3 separate regions of the Bombyx mori genome follow, and all the other regions are linked to region 1. Evidence: chromatin contacts called from public Hi-C data. All regions are on one chromosome and are shown on one strand. The core of a region is the stretch at or near the end of the contact, and the rest is flanking DNA. Distances in the headings are between cores, read along the strand shown. Region 1 holds the start of LOC101735915. Region 2 has its middle 18 kb from the start of LOC101735787. Region 3 has its middle 37 kb from the start of LOC101735915.

Evidence for each region. A called contact is a pair of places that touch in the nucleus more often than the background predicts.
Region 2: a contact with region 1 is called in a Hi-C map of posterior silk gland, with 2.8 times the contacts expected there. The contact joins the enhancer-like site here to the promoter of LOC101735915 in region 1. A contact is called at or near these places in 2 of 7 Hi-C or Micro-C datasets (posterior silk gland and whole pupa).
Region 3: a contact with region 1 is called in a Hi-C map of midgut, with 10 times the contacts expected there. The contact joins the enhancer-like site here to the promoter of LOC101735915 in region 1. A contact is called at or near these places in 5 of 7 Hi-C or Micro-C datasets (middle silk gland, midgut and whole pupa).

The regions. Positions count from the first base shown.
Region 1 is chr18:699,327-704,494 of ASM3026992v2, reverse strand. LOC101735915 reads left to right here and starts at 1,965. Exons shown (of 2, transcript XM_012690188.4): 1 at 1,965-2,244. The coding sequence starts at 2,236.
Region 2 is chr18:639,693-644,860 of ASM3026992v2, reverse strand. No RefSeq gene overlaps it. Among protein-coding and RNA genes, the nearest start is that of LOC101735787, 18 kb to the right of the region's middle. Within about 2 kb of position 3,095, at least 6 of the 8 cell types and tissues checked have open chromatin away from gene starts, as enhancers often do.
Region 3 is chr18:662,506-667,673 of ASM3026992v2, reverse strand. No RefSeq gene overlaps it. Among protein-coding and RNA genes, the nearest start is that of LOC101735915, 37 kb to the left of the region's middle. Within about 2 kb of position 3,108, at least 3 of the 8 cell types and tissues checked have open chromatin away from gene starts, as enhancers often do.

The DNA of each region.
Region 1 (5,168 bases), core at 716-3,215:
TCGAAACTAAGAGACACGAGATATTAAGTCTTTAAACTACCTTTAAATATGTCTGCCACTCGCGAAAATAAAAAGCTAGCAATGTGTAGTGGTAACAATATCTCAAGAACTACCTTCCGTTTAGTTAAGAGCTGTCCTCATTTGGTATGATATTAAGTGACATCCGTTCTCAAAACCCAGAGCAATTGATTCAAACCCGTCACATAATATATGTAAGACGTAAGGCGTTATCTGACTTTATTATTTCCGATATTGGAATATTGAAAGGCGAGATTATAAAAATGGAAAAGCTTTTCTAATATAACCCCCTTGTTAAAAAGAACCAATTTATGAGTGAAGGTAGTAACCTCGCTCGTTCATATCTTGTAAATGATTTGAAGGAAAAAAAAATCGCGTTTTGTCGTGTCGTCTGTACTATTTCTAAGCCTGCCTATTTCTGCCGTGAAGCAGAAATGCGTTTCGGTCTGAAGGGTAGGGCAGCCGTTGTAACTATACTGAGATCTTAGAACTTATATCTCAAGGTGGGTGGCGCATTTACGTTTTAGATGTCTATGGGCTCCAGTAACCACTTAACACCAGGTGGGCTGTGAGCTCGTCCATACATCGAAGCAATAAAAAAAAAAAAAAAATACAACCAATAAAACGGTTAACTACTTCAAACGTACGAAAATCGAAAAATTACGATAACATTTCCACAATTTCGCCTTTTCGCATTAAAACAAGTAAGCATTTGGTATCACCAGTATTTTTCTCATAAATACTATCAAAAGAGCGTAGTTTAGTTGTAGTTTTTTTTACTTTACCTATGTTTTGGCTACTATTAAAAAAATTTATACATAATTTTATCTTACTTTAAAAGACAGTTAATGTAAATGGTAAAAAAAAAAATGTTGCAAATATGATTAATATTAAAAAGATTACATGTTACACCTTTAAGAGACTCTCCTGTAAAATTAGTAAGTTTTGAGATTATACAGTTTTAATGCGAGAAGACGATTCGTTGACGGCTTAAACATGAATACCGAGTCGTAAGTTAAAGTTTGATAAAATGTAAATAACAAATGTCGCCCGAGACAACTGGTCTCGATCAGCACCAACTGCTTCACGCCATATTGACTGCAGACGAGTTGAAACGGTTGTTTATAAAGCTTATTGTGCTTAGTGCGAGTTTTTTAACTTCTCGATCGCGTAAAAACTAACTCAAATTTGTATGGAGTTGGAACAGCGCCCCTAGCGGCAAACGAAGGGAAGCTGTTTCAATTCCATACAAATTTGAATTAACTTTTACGCAATCGGGAAGTTAAAAAACGCACATAGAATGGCAAAAGAACGTGCGACTCTGGTATTAAGCACTGGAACCAATACACGCATCAGCGTGAATACATCCCTGTACCAATCTTAGACTATGCAGTGGAGTTCTCATTTATTTATATAAATAATTAGTATTGCTGCGCGCGCGGACCCTCACAAACCCTATCCATCAGTATTTACTGTCAGACGCGTTCCGGTTTGAAGAGTTGGACAGCTGTTATACAATACAATAGAGACTTCGTTTTCAAGTGTCAAGGGCCGGTAATCACGTTGTGATGTCTGTAAGTTTCGGTGACCAATATAGACCACCTTATTTTGAAAACCACTACAAATCCGAAACTGATTTAATGAATTTTGTTTTCAAGTTTACTCAACAGTTAGCGCCTATACAAAGAAGCCTCACAATGTCCCGAGTTCGTACTGTACGGTGCACGAAGTCCACTCAAGTTACATTAAAAAGTTAACAGGACATTTAATTAAGGGCCGCTTCCTGCCCAATTTGTGGGGAGGTCTGGCCCTCGGAAGCCAATAGCGCGTGAATCCGTTCTCAAGGGTCAAGTTTCAAACTGGCGCTCACAATTTCGACGCTAAAACAGAATAGTGTAGCTAAAACAGCGCTCAGGTGTTTCAAGTTGGATCTACTTTCTCTTTTTAACTTTTGACGTTTTAGCGCCGTCGAGGCCTCTCACTCTCGCGCCAATTAGCGGGCCAGGTGATATGGCTTCGGCTCTGTAGTCTGTACTCGCGAGGCTGTCTCCGCAGAGGACGTAAGCGCTCAGGCCGCGTCCGTCTTCCGCAACGCACGCTCCACAAAACTAGAACCGTGCCAGGTGTCGGTGCCGTGATGTCGAAACAGTGAAACATTTGTGTGCAATTATCAGCTTCCTTCCCATTCGGATATCGGATTGCGTTACGAGTTTCACCATGGGCGACGTGAGTACCGTTTGTTTTAGTTCTAGTTTACGTCTGGTGCGTGCCAATTCAGCCGCGGGTTCGTAGGTCGTCGGCACGGGATAAGTGCAAGTAAGCGGTGCGATGGCGGGTCGTCGCTCGAGATCGACCTCCTTGTAATTAACGCGGACAATGTCGGTGTGTCGGTATGTGTGCCGACACGAGGGCCGGTAGAAAGCTTTTTGCGGGCCCCCGGTAATAGCTCGGTCGCAGTGCAGCATCGGTAAAAGTGTGCGAGATCACGAATGTACTGTTACACATCTGATAACGCTGCCTGCCGATACATTATCTTCGATATTGTTCGATGTATTTGCGTTTATTTGTGCCCGCTGTAGGTGAATACATGGCTATTGTCTTATCTCTGGCTATTAATCGTGCTCGTTAATAACCTTCGACGATTTTATTCTGCCTAACCTTTTTAAATACTTATTAGTACATATAATATCTCATAATACCAAATATCTCAAATTTCTGGCAAAGTATACAAATACAACTTGCAATCATCAAAAACTACCCTCGTATCGCAATGGGAACTACCATATTGTTAGGTTTGCGATTCTCAATATTCCTATATAGTTTCATCTTTGTTTACTTTACCAAACAACATTCGATCTCCTTATCTTGAATCATATGATTGATGAAATCTGACCATTTCGTTGCGATAGTACGAAATAAGTTTTATTCAGATCAATGTACCTAAGTACAAATATGATTGGGTATAGGGTGACGACAAGCGTGTAAACCTTTTTAAGTTACCTCCAATATTTACTTATGTACGTTATTTCATTACGGAATATTTTAACCTCCGTTGAAACCAATCCCAAAAAGTTTGCAAATCTAGACTTAGCTTAGATAGAAAAAAAATACAATACGTCTTGTGACGTAGACCGTAGTTTACATTATAAGTGATATCTTCTGTCCTACTCTTACAGCCATAATGCATGACCTCATCGCGGTAGAAATAGGCATGTCAGCAGTGCCGATTTAGTTCTGCCACTAGTGACGAAGTTAGTAATCCGCGTGAATGTTGCAAAGAATTCAATTAGACCGAGCAAAACGACTGTTACCAATAAGAGGTTAAATCGCCAGATGCTTATAGATTCCATTTACAATTAAGTCACTTTAAAAAAAAAGGCTTTAAAAATGGCTCTGCATAAATAAATAAAAAACATACTAATTCTTTTCTAGTTATTCAATAAATATAATTTGACTCAAGCAAAGGTATAAACACGGCAGAGTTATCTATAATTGAAGACATGAGCGGATGAAGGGGATATGATACAATTTGTTAATTTAGAGTAAACGGGTAACAAACTTTGGTTACTTATACTTTTTCTTCGTACGTAACTCCTTCATCACATGCGATTTCTAAAAATAGCCTTTAAACCGGAGTTTTGAGGTCTAATATGGTTTATACGCACATCACACCTTCATTCAATGTAAGAACTCATAAATCTTAAAAATTGTACTTAACCCCTTCATCCACTGATTTCTTCAATTGGTATATAATAAAATCTTAAATTCAACAATATCGGTCATGATCCGTAACAGTTACGCAGAGCAGAGCCGTTGGACGACAAAACGCCTGGTTGTCCGCAGCGCTGGTTCCCGTGACGAATTCAATTCAACTAGTAAACATTGATTCCGTTTATAGACCTTGTAATCTGTGTAACTATAGAGCTTTGTATTTGTCGGCGCTAGAAGCAGAACGTCGGTTCGGCTTTTGCTTCTATGTCCTTTTTTTCCTACCTAAGCTGATAGCCTTGAGTATATCAGCGTAACCTTAACTAGCAGGTGAGCTCACGGGGCTCAAACCTGACGACGTTGCTAACACGAACACTAGCAAGAGCCGTGCTTCGTAGAATCTACCACCGGATCGGAAACCCGACCCACTGAGAAGATCCGGCGAGAAACTCTGTGGGCTGTGTCTGTGAGTTAATTTACTCGTCGAGCCCTTCGTCGCGAGTGACGGGTTCGATGAGAACGATGACCGGTCTCTGTCCTGGGGTCTCGACTTTACACTATAAGTTTTAGATCAATTCCTCATTAAAACCTTATGTTCGAAAAGTCCGCACAGATAATAGATACATTAGAATTTGAAATATTCATGTTAGACAATTTGAAAAGAAAGTATTTAGCTTGACGGGTCTGCATTTAAACACTTGTGAATCAAGATACCGATTCAGTTGTTATGAATAATTGCGATATTAACGCACTTTTTGCAATATCTGAAGTAACATCACTACCTAGTATAAAACAAAGTCGCTTTCTCTGTCCCTATAGCCCTATGTATGCTTAAATCGTTAAAACTACGCAACGGATTTTGATGCGGTTTTTTTAATAGATAGAGTGATTGAAGAGGAAGGTTTATATGTGTATTAACATCCATTAAATAGTGGAGAAATCAATAATAAATTGCAGTTTCCGAAGCGAAGCGAGGGCGGGTCGCTAATATTATATATTGTAATCTAAAACGATTGCTTAGCGTATAAATGCGTTAGACAAACGTAAGCAAAAATAGCAATAGAAGTTGATCACTTGAAAGATTAGTTATAACGTATTGAGGCCAAACATTGTTATGTCATGATTCTGACCCTGGCCTTCTCGAGCTGCTGCTACTTCCCTATCTCATATGGAAGTATTGTCGTCTGATTATTCCATTAATTTTTTCCTCTTGGCAACTGAAGCCATGAAACATCCATTACACCATAGTTAGAACTAATGTTTCAAGGTAGCGGCATTGTAGTACCGCTTAATATAAGGTATCTAGTTTGAAGGGCGGGGTAGAATTGAAACTTAGAGCCCATGTCTCAAGGCGGGTGACGGCATTTAAGTTGTTGAAGTCTATGGGCTCCGGTAACCACTTCACACCAAGCAGGCTGTGAGCCCGTTCACCGTTCTAAACA
Region 2 (5,168 bases), core at 1,846-4,345, 61 kb after region 1:
CCTAGCGGCAAACGTAGGCAAACTGCATACAAATTTCAGTTAACTCTTACGCTATCGAGTACGTTAAAAAACTGGCACTAAGCACACTTATGGTAACTGATGCCCTAATTGATGATAGTGAATGTTGCTGCTTAGCCATAACCCATGAGTTTGGAATCTCAGTTGGATTGCTAATCCCTATATTTCAGTGAAACACAAGATGTTTCGTGGCAAAATAATAATAATATCATATATTATATATATAATATAATAGCACTGGGTTTAAATACGATCGAAAATATTGAAAATTTTAAAAATACATCAATGGTGGAAAATTATCTCAGAACATTCTACATCTGACTATAATAATTAAGAAAGAATTTCTAGTAATGTTCGTATAACACTCGATGAGAATATTATTTAGTGTAATTTTCGCCCGTCGGTATTTGAGAAACATCGTTTTGTATTGTTCACAGTCCGGTAACCGTGACTAGCCAATCTGAGTATTTGGTACTATATAGTTACACTAATTGATAGCACAAATTTCTAGGAAACGTATTGTGTGTGATATTTCAATCAGCTTACCGTATACTATTGATAAAATTTAAAATTTTAAATACTAAAGAATAAACGGAAAAGAAAAAGTCTTCCAGTTCTATTATTAAATTTGTCGGTTCGGTTTTCGCGATTCGTATTTTTGTGATTTAATGTTTTAATTTCGTAGTTTTAGTTAAACAAAAAAACATACGATGTACAAAATGGAATTCCTGAAAATGGATATTCGAGTTGAAATTTTGTCTAGTTGTTGATTCTTCAGAGGAGAAGTTTTGCTCGAAAACGTGGTGTGGTTAGCTTGCCACAGTGTAGGCTGCAGACTTAGGGGAGATCGCAGGAAACCTAGGAGCCTGAACTCATTCAGTACCTACCGCAGCTCTTGAAGGAGTCCTAGGCGGACGTCTTTCGGATGATGAGGATGACAATGAAAATTAATTTTGGCGTATAAATTTGGTTGTTTAACGTATTCATACGTACGAAAACAACAGTTATGGAAAAGTATACTACTAAATGTGTTTTTGATTAAACGTCAAGTGAAAGTCGTATACAGTTAATGAGATCAATTTACCTTTCTGTCGAGAGTTTATCTTCCTCTTCCATCATATATCATTATTATGATTATAATATCATTATTTATCATTGACCAGCTACATGCTATTTCAATTCCGGTATACGTAACACATATTAAGAGCGGATGTGTGATGTAAAACGCGTCTGAAGATCGCATCAGCCGGTCAGAGCACGAAGATTCACTCTGTGTCCAATAAAGCATCTATTTAGGTACTCATACCATGCATTTTCTTTATTTTTTTATTGCATAGATTAGGAGGGGCCCATAGACATATACAACGTAAATGCCACCAGCCACCTTGAGATATGATTTTTAAGGTCTCAGTATAGTTACAACGGCTGCCCCACCCTTCAAACCGAACCGCATTACTGCTTCACGGCAGAAATAGGCAGGGCGGTGGTACCTACCCGTGCGGACTCACTAGAGGTCCTACCACCAGTCATTACGCAATTTATAATTTTGCTGGTTTTATTTTTATTACACGATGTTATGACTTCACCGTGGAAGAAGTCATTCGTGAACATTTTAAGTACCTATACGTATTTCGAACACCGGTGCATCGCTCAACACGAATGCACCGGACGCCTTATCCTTTAGGCCACGACGACTTCGACGTTGTTGGCTTATAATAGCACCACCACATCTCTGATTGTTATCGTAAAAGACAGTAGGACGCATTGAGCCCGCACGAACCACCTTCCACCATCCTACCGATGTCTGCCGCAGACTGTGCATTCTGATTTGTAGTGTACGATAGCCATTTTCCAATACGTTTTAGATTTCCATCTAAAGGTCTGCAGTGGCCTTCAGTTGGTGATGTCTTCAAAAATCTGCATTGGAATACACCGAAACCGTCTTAAAGCTCCAATCCGAAGGTTCCTTATTCGTTGTAAAAAAATTCTAGATTCGACATTCTGGTTCTGGTGAGAAATGTTGTGTAACGGGTCAGTTTGCGTGCTAAGTCGCCACTGACCTCCAGATTGAGACAATTAAACCGTTTCAAACGGAACATATTCAGATCACACGCAACAACGCTAAAACAGAGAAAACATAAAGTTTTATTGTTTCTTAAATGGTGTAGACGGGTTGAGAAGTTCACAAGCTCTATTCTATTCTATTCTATCAGCCCATGGACGTCCACTGCTGGACATAGGCCTCCCCCAAGCCTCGCAACAAAGACCGGTCCTGCGCTGCCTGCATCCAGCGGATCCCCGCGAACCTCAATAGGTCTTCGTTCCACCTTGTGGGAGGCCTACCCACGCTACGTCTCCCAGTACGCGGTCGCCGCTCAAGAACCTTCTAGCCCCAACGGCCATCTGTTCACAAGCTCATCTGGTGTTAAATGGTTACCATTGACTGTAAATATCACAATCTGATTGTCGCTATTTGAGATGTGAAATCAAATTGAGTACTCCATTTATTTATTTTTTTAGTTGTACCAACATGGCAGCAACAAAGTAGGTAGGTAACTATGGGTAATCGTCAGTGCAATAGTTGACAATGTCTTGTGATAGAAAAGTAAGATTAATTGACTAAAAATACAATGAATAATTTTAAAGAATATGAAATCGAGAACTTTAATAATATTTATCACTGTACTGGAACGTATTGTAAGCCTACCCGGGTAGGTACCACCATCTTGCCAGTTTCTGCTACGCTATCTTATTTGTGATCTATTTTATTTGTGATACCAATAAAATAGATGGCGTGGGCCATTTCAGTAAATACATGCGTTCCTTTCTTAACAATGAAATTATATCCATAAAATATATTAATCATCCAAATAATATAATAGATATTATTAGAGATAAGATAATGCTTTTCGAGTGGTTTGTGAATTTTCAAGCCGCAGCACTGAAGTCGAGTTCAAGTTCTAGTTAAGAGTTTGAGATTGAGTAATAAATTCTCAATCATGAGTTTAATGACATTCTAAAGTATCTAAAGTATTTGAGCGCCATCTAGTAGAAACGTAAAGTGGGTGCTAACTAACTCGAACAGCCGGCAGATGGCGCTATTTGCGGATTCACTGTTATTATTGTCCTAGGGTTGGGAGGGCTCAACTTGAATGGATGAATGGTAAATGGTAATAAATAGATGGTAAATATTTCGTGAGCAGATAAGAAGGCTGTAGTCAACACACTTCATTTCTATATTCTTAACAGCTATTGTAGATAACGTTCAAGCTAATTTAAAAAGAGATCGCGTATTTTTGGTGGTCGTATCATGTTAGGGATCATCACCACCACCACCGGCTTCGTCTTCGGGAAAGCTGTGTACAATCAACATCACAATTAATTGAGTCAGCAATCGGAATAGCCAGACGGAATACAGTTCACGACCGTTTTACATAAATCACTAAATAAATAAATAAAGACATACTGGACACAAGTATTCAGTGACAAACATTATTTTCAAAATTAAATTCTCCTGGAAATTCTTTTGTTTTATTTTTTTCTCGTGCTGGCTCACGGAATCTACCTGAGAGAATTTACTAACACTGACCCTAGTAAGAGCATTGCTACGCAGAACTACCACCGGATCGAAATCGCGACCCACTGAGAAGATTTTACGAGAAACTCAGCGGGCTATGTCCATGAGCCAGGTTCGACGCTTGGAGTGCCGAAAAGCACCTAGACTGGATCCGGAGGATTCGACACGCCATGTTTAGGGCGACAGTTTGCGTTCCGCCGACACTTGATTCAGGAAGTCAACTGAACTTCTAACTAGAAGCGCCACGATTAGAGGGTTACCAACGTAAAGTTCAGTGGCTACAGTCAGAGAACTTTACTGGAGGAATGTTGCCGCCGCAACATTGCCGCCACCTGGTCGAACTAACGGTCATCGGTCGGGAGCACTTGGTGCGCAGGGAACAATGGATCTAGTAATTGTAAAATGAGAAATGACACCAAAAACCGACATCTTTTTGCAGTGATTTTTACGGCACTTCCCGATCACCTAGGAAACTGAAACTTGTTACAGTCGATTCGACTTGCCGTCAATTTAGTGAATACGAATTTATGATTTTCTTAAAATAAAGCTGGGTTTTTTCTCACTAATATTCCAAAAATGTATCTGCAATAACTAGGTACTATATTTTGTGTACCTATTCGAAACGCCTCCAGCGGTACGTTACCGCGCCGGTGAGTGCTGATCAGTCATAAAGTGATTACCAAAATAGTACTTAATCCACTTAAATATTTAGTAGTTCTTCGAGAGCTACACCACGGCCGACGACACACACCTAAATAAATTAGCTGAAGGCCGGTCAATTAAAATCCAATTACAAAGAAATTGCTAACTGGATTTATTGTAGAAATAGTCATGACTGATATTGTTTCATGAAGAGCCATGAAACGGGCTATGTTAGGCGTTTCTCTACGGGATAGAATGCGCAATACCGAAATCCGCAGAAGAACTGGTTTGACTTATATAGCCAAAGAGATTGCTCGGAAAAAGTGGAAGTGGGCCGGTCACATATACCGTCGCACTGACAATCGATGGGGCACAAAAGTATTGGAGTGGAGACCTCGTACTGGACGTCGTAACGTGGACAGATAGCCAACTGGGTGGACCGATGACCTGGTAAAAGTGGTTGGTAGGGATTGTATGAGAAAGGCAAGAGACCGAAGAGAATGGGGTGCATTCAAAGATACCTACACACAGCATTGGGTGGATATGGGTTGAAGAAGAGATATTGTTCCAGGTCAATTAATAATATTACAGAAGTTAGGACGTACTGTGAACGCGCGTGGGCAAGTGCTGCTATCCTGACGAAATCTACCACGAATTCCGTTGCCTTGTGTCTATGGACGTCTGAAACCACTCATTACCAGGAGGACCGCAAACTCAAATCCCATATAGCAATACGTAAGGCAATGTGAGTGATATTAAAAGCCTTTTGTATTTATTTTTATTGAGCGCTAGTGCTATTTAAATTTCACAGGGACTAGCTTTTTTAGGATTTAAGCTTTAGCTTTATGTTACACCGCCGAGTTTATTTCCAAACTCTAATATATACATTCATCAAAGATAGCGATCATAAAACAATAGATTTTTTAATATT
Region 3 (5,168 bases), core at 1,859-4,358, 38 kb after region 1:
CTCAGTATAGTTACAAAGGCTGCCCCACCCTTCAAACCGAAACGCATTACTGCTTCACGGCAGATATAGGCAGGGTGGTACCTACCCGCGCGGACTCACAAGACGTACTGCCACCAGTACCTACCACATTCAAATAGTTAGCACAAAAATATACATTACATACAGTATAGACATTAATAAGAATAAAACAAATGAATGATAAGCTATTTTAAAATATTTATAAGGTGATTTAGTCCGATGAGTATTATAGTAATATTGTTAGTTGATGTATAAAATAATATGCGCGTATTGTGTTGCTTTTGTTTTTTTGTAATTTAAATTTATAAATTTCTCTTCTTGTTCACTTTCTACTTATATGTGATTATGATTGTGGAAACATATTTGGTTATTGTATTAGCTATATTTTTTTTAAATATTGTATGTTTGTGTTGTACTGTTTGTTCCCAAATAAATAAATAAAAATGAATAAGTCAACATGAAATAGCATCGCACGTTCGTTTTATGGTTTGATTGTAGATACGGTAGCCATTTATGTTATGTAAGATACGGGTCGGCCACGTGACCCAGAAGGGCGCACCCGCTGACCTCGGCTACCTCACTCCGGGACTATTGTTATGGAGGGAGACATCGGGCCGGATTTCTCACACTACTAACTTTGATAATGTAAGTTATCGTTCACCATATTTCAACAGACAACAGATACAACTTTAATTTCGCATTTATTAGTGCTCTGAGGAATTGTTCGAGATGATACCGACATCTCGTTTTTACCATGGCACCGCCCGCCACCGGAGTAGAGTTCATCCATACTACCTGGAGCCACTGCAGTCATCCACAGTGCGTTTCCAGAGATCTTTTTTGCTACGTCCCAACCGGCTATGGAATGAGCTTCCCTCCACGGTGTTTCTCGAGCGCTATGACATGTCCTTCTTCAAACGAGGCTTGAGGAGAGTATTAAGCGGTAGGCAGCGGCTTGGCTCTGCCCCTGGCATTGCTGAAGTCCATGGGCGACGGTAACCACTCACCATCAGGTGGGCCGTGTGCTCGTCTGCCTACAAAGGCAATTAGAAAAAAAAAAAATTTTTCGTTTTAACACGAACGATAACTTTTCGAAAACTTATAATATTTTTTTAAACAAAATCATGTATAAGTTATATTTGGGAGTCGAAAATCACTGACTTTATCAGTGTGCTTAGTGCGAGTTTCTTAACGTACTCGATAGCGTAAAAGTTAACCCAATTTTGTATGCAGTGGGAACAGCGCCCCTAGCGGCAAACGTAATCAAACGATCCCATTCCATACAAATATGAGTTAACTTTTACGTTATCGAGAACGTTAAAAAACTCGCACTAAGCACACAGATCGGTCATGTTTCACAATTGAAATCAAATCAAATCAAATCAAAAAAAATTTATTCAACATAAATGAAAGTACATACTTGTTGAACGTCAAAAGAACTACCGCCACATTCACAAAAAATAGCCTCCGTCCTGAGAAGAATTGGCAAGAAACTCAGCGGGCATGTCTTTTTTTTTTAATATTATATAAAAAAAAAAAAAAAAAGATTTTTTTTAAATATTCATGATCATCAAAATGCGAGACACGCTAAGGTAGCTGAACTTTTTTTTTTAATTTTTTTTTATGACGTATAGTCAAACGAGCATACGGCCCACCCGATGGTGAGTGGTTACCGTCACTCATGGACGTCAGCAATGTCAGGGGCAGAGCCAAGCCGCTGCCAACCGTTTAATACTCTCCACAAGCCTCGTTTGAAGAAGGACATGTCATATTGCAACACTTATCTGTTAGACTAAATTCCGAAGCAAAGCATTCCCCTATGATAATGAGGCACTGTGAGAAAACCTCACAGCGCGTACAGCAGTGGCTCGTTAACGTAGACCCTTGTTCCAAAGCATATACAAAGGGCGAGGAGCTCCTTGTTAAAGAATGTGATGTACAAACATATTTTTTTTGTTGTTCGTTTACTTTTCTTAATACTTTGACCTGAACAGTTGAACCAACGTTAGAATGAACGCGATTAAATTTGACTTACACTGTTTTGGATGCTATAGATATACGAGCACACGGCCCACCTGGCGGTGAGTGGTTACTTTCGCTCGTGCCTACCGTAATTCTCAAGGTAAGTGATGGTATATGACATGCTAGTATTTTTCCGCTTCCGCATGCCACAGACACAGCCCACTGAGTTTCTCGCCGGATCTTCTCAGTGGGTCGCGTTTCCGATCCGGTGGTAGATTCTGCGAAGCACTGCTCTTGCTAGGGCCAGTGCCAGCAACTCTCTGGTTTGAGTCCCGTGCGCTCACCTACACGTTAGCGTGAAGCTGAAATAGCCTCGCAAGGCTATCAGCATAGGTAGGGAAAAAAAAACCGCTTCCACATCCGTATTGTGGTGGTGCAGGTTCGGCTTTGAGACAATAATCAACTTTTTGCAATATTCTGTATTTTAAAACATGAGTAGCTTTAGATAGAATACTATCTATAGAAATCACTTCCAATAAGGATTGGCAATTAATAGAACGAAGACTGGGAGCTTCTCGCTCCCTTTCTGTCTGTCTCTCTCTCTCTCTCTCTTTCTCTTTCTCTCACTCTCTCTCTCTCTTTCGTACACCAGCGTTTCAATCGGGTTGGCGTTATAAACCTTTATGTACATCCTTTTTTATTTTATGAAAATTACCGCCAACCTCTAGAATCCAGAATCTAATTTCTAGAGTCTAGAGTCTACTACTAATCTAGAGTCTAGATATAAAAGATTTTAACTAATTCCTTGTCGAATTTATATTAATAACATAACAAAAAAGACAATACCATACGCACTCGAGTGATATTCGCAAATAAGGTCGTACAATAAATTTCAACCCTTGAAAGTATTTTTTTGGGACGAAGAGATTTCTGGTCTCCCAGAGGCCTTTTTGGTTACACCAGGACAGGTTTGTTAACAGCTGCCCGAGCGCCTCCAAGAGACCTAAAAGCTCAAAGGCTATGTTGCTTCACGAATTAATCCGGAATCCCAACCCATTGAGAATATGGCTCTAACGTATGCCGCGAAGCCATCGTGCTGGACGGTGTAGCTGTCTATAGTATGTGATGTCATCGGCGTCACGGCCAGTCTTCATAATGTGACCATTAGATTTGGTTGAACTGTATAACAGAGCATATCATAGCCCGAACAGCCGTTTACCTGCGCGCTTATACTATTGTTATGTTACGCTGTCATCTCGCCGACTCGCCGACTCATGTCATACAATCAACTGTATGTAACGGGTTCATAGTTCAGGAAAATAAGAGTACAATATACCAATACCAACTAACGCAAAATACTACTGCTGCTTTTTACTGGTGATAGGACCTCTTGTGAGTTCGCACGGGTAGGTACCACGGGCCTGACTAGCCCGTGAAGCAGTAATGCGTTTCGGTTAAGACTTGAGAAGCCGTTGTAACAATACTGAGACCTTAGAACTCATATCTCAAGGTGGGTGGCGCATTTACGTTATAGGAGCTCCGATAACTACTTAACGCCCGGTGGGCTGTGAGCTCGTTCACCTATCCATACAATAAGAAAAACCTAGCAAGCGTCCGGCATTGACGGAACTCACGAGCTAACCCTGAACATTTTTAATAAGCAATAATAAGACATCACGTGACAATACTCAGCCTGGGCTGCGACTGTTCACAGAGGAATTCAACAGCCCACTGAGTTTCTCGCCGGATCATCTCAGTGGGTCGCGTTTCCGATCCGGTGGTAGATTCTGCGAAGAACTGCTCTTGTTAGGGCCAGTGTTAGCAACATCCTCAGGTCAGAGCTCCGTGAGGTCATTAATTCGCTCGGTTACGGTGGCATAGCCCTCTATGTTTGTAATTTGTGCCTCGTTATTAGCGCTACAGTAAGTTCGAACTAGTCTTACAATTTTATTTAGTTTTTAGTGTGTCCGAGGACGCGTGTAATGACAAAGCCGGTTGTTTACGCACTACTTTATTATATTGACGGCGGACGCAGCCGCCGAGCTTACATACCTAACAGTTTTCATTGCTAAATGCTTCTTTACTCAATTCTCTGCCCCTTGTGGTCTATTTGAGAATTGTTGGTAGGATGTCCTGATCTGCCCATTTATACCTCGAAACAGTAATGCGTTCCGGTTTGAACAATGGCACCGCTGGTAGACTTCACAACACACACAGTGACGGCCTTCGCTTTGTCACGTGTCCAATGTCAAACTCGAGACTACGCGTAAAAAAGCTGCCGCTGAGCCAATAGCAAAAACCAATTTACTTTCTATATTTAAAATGTTTACTTTTTAGGCAACTTTATCGTGTCCACGGAACAAAACAAGCGAACAGACAAATACTTTCACTAACCTCTGTAAAAGTGCATTCAACTTTTATTAAAGAAAATGTTCTGAAATAAGCTGAAAATGGTATTGCAATCCCGAGGGCATTAAGTTCTGTGTTCCGACTGTAGCAGTGAATTTAATTTAGTTCTTTTCTGACTAGTTGAAGAGTCGCGAGAAAATGCCGTAGAAATCCACCAACCAAGTGAGCTTTATTAGCCGTTTACTAAATACGATATTCTGTAAGATAGCAATGGTCTTCTTACATCCCACTAAGCACTATAATGGTTTGTAAAGTATTTGGATTGATAAGATTGAGATAAGATGATTCCATATTCTCTTTTTTACCATCGCACCGCCCGCCACCGGAATAGAGTTCATTCATAGTGCGCTTCTAGATATCTTTTTGCCACGTACCATCCGGCTTTGTAATGATCCCCTTCCACGGTGTTTCCCGAGCGCTACGACTGTCCTTCTTCAAACGAGGCTTGTGAAGAATACTTAACGGTAGGCAGCAGCTTGTCTCTGCTCCTGGCATTGCTTTAGCCCATGGTTGACGCAAACCACTCACCATCAGGTGGGCCGTATGCTAGTCTTCCTACAAAGGCTATAAAAAAAAGCTTCATAATAATACGTAACATAAAAAGTAATAAATTAAATAAACAATATGATTCTTATCTCGCAGACAGTGTCCGTATACTCTCTCCTATAAATAAACGTGTTATCCTCAAGCCATGTAATTTGAGTTGAGAACGGTTGAGAAACTTTCAAATATTTATATTTATTGGTCCTGAAGTTTTATGTAATAATGACGACAGACTG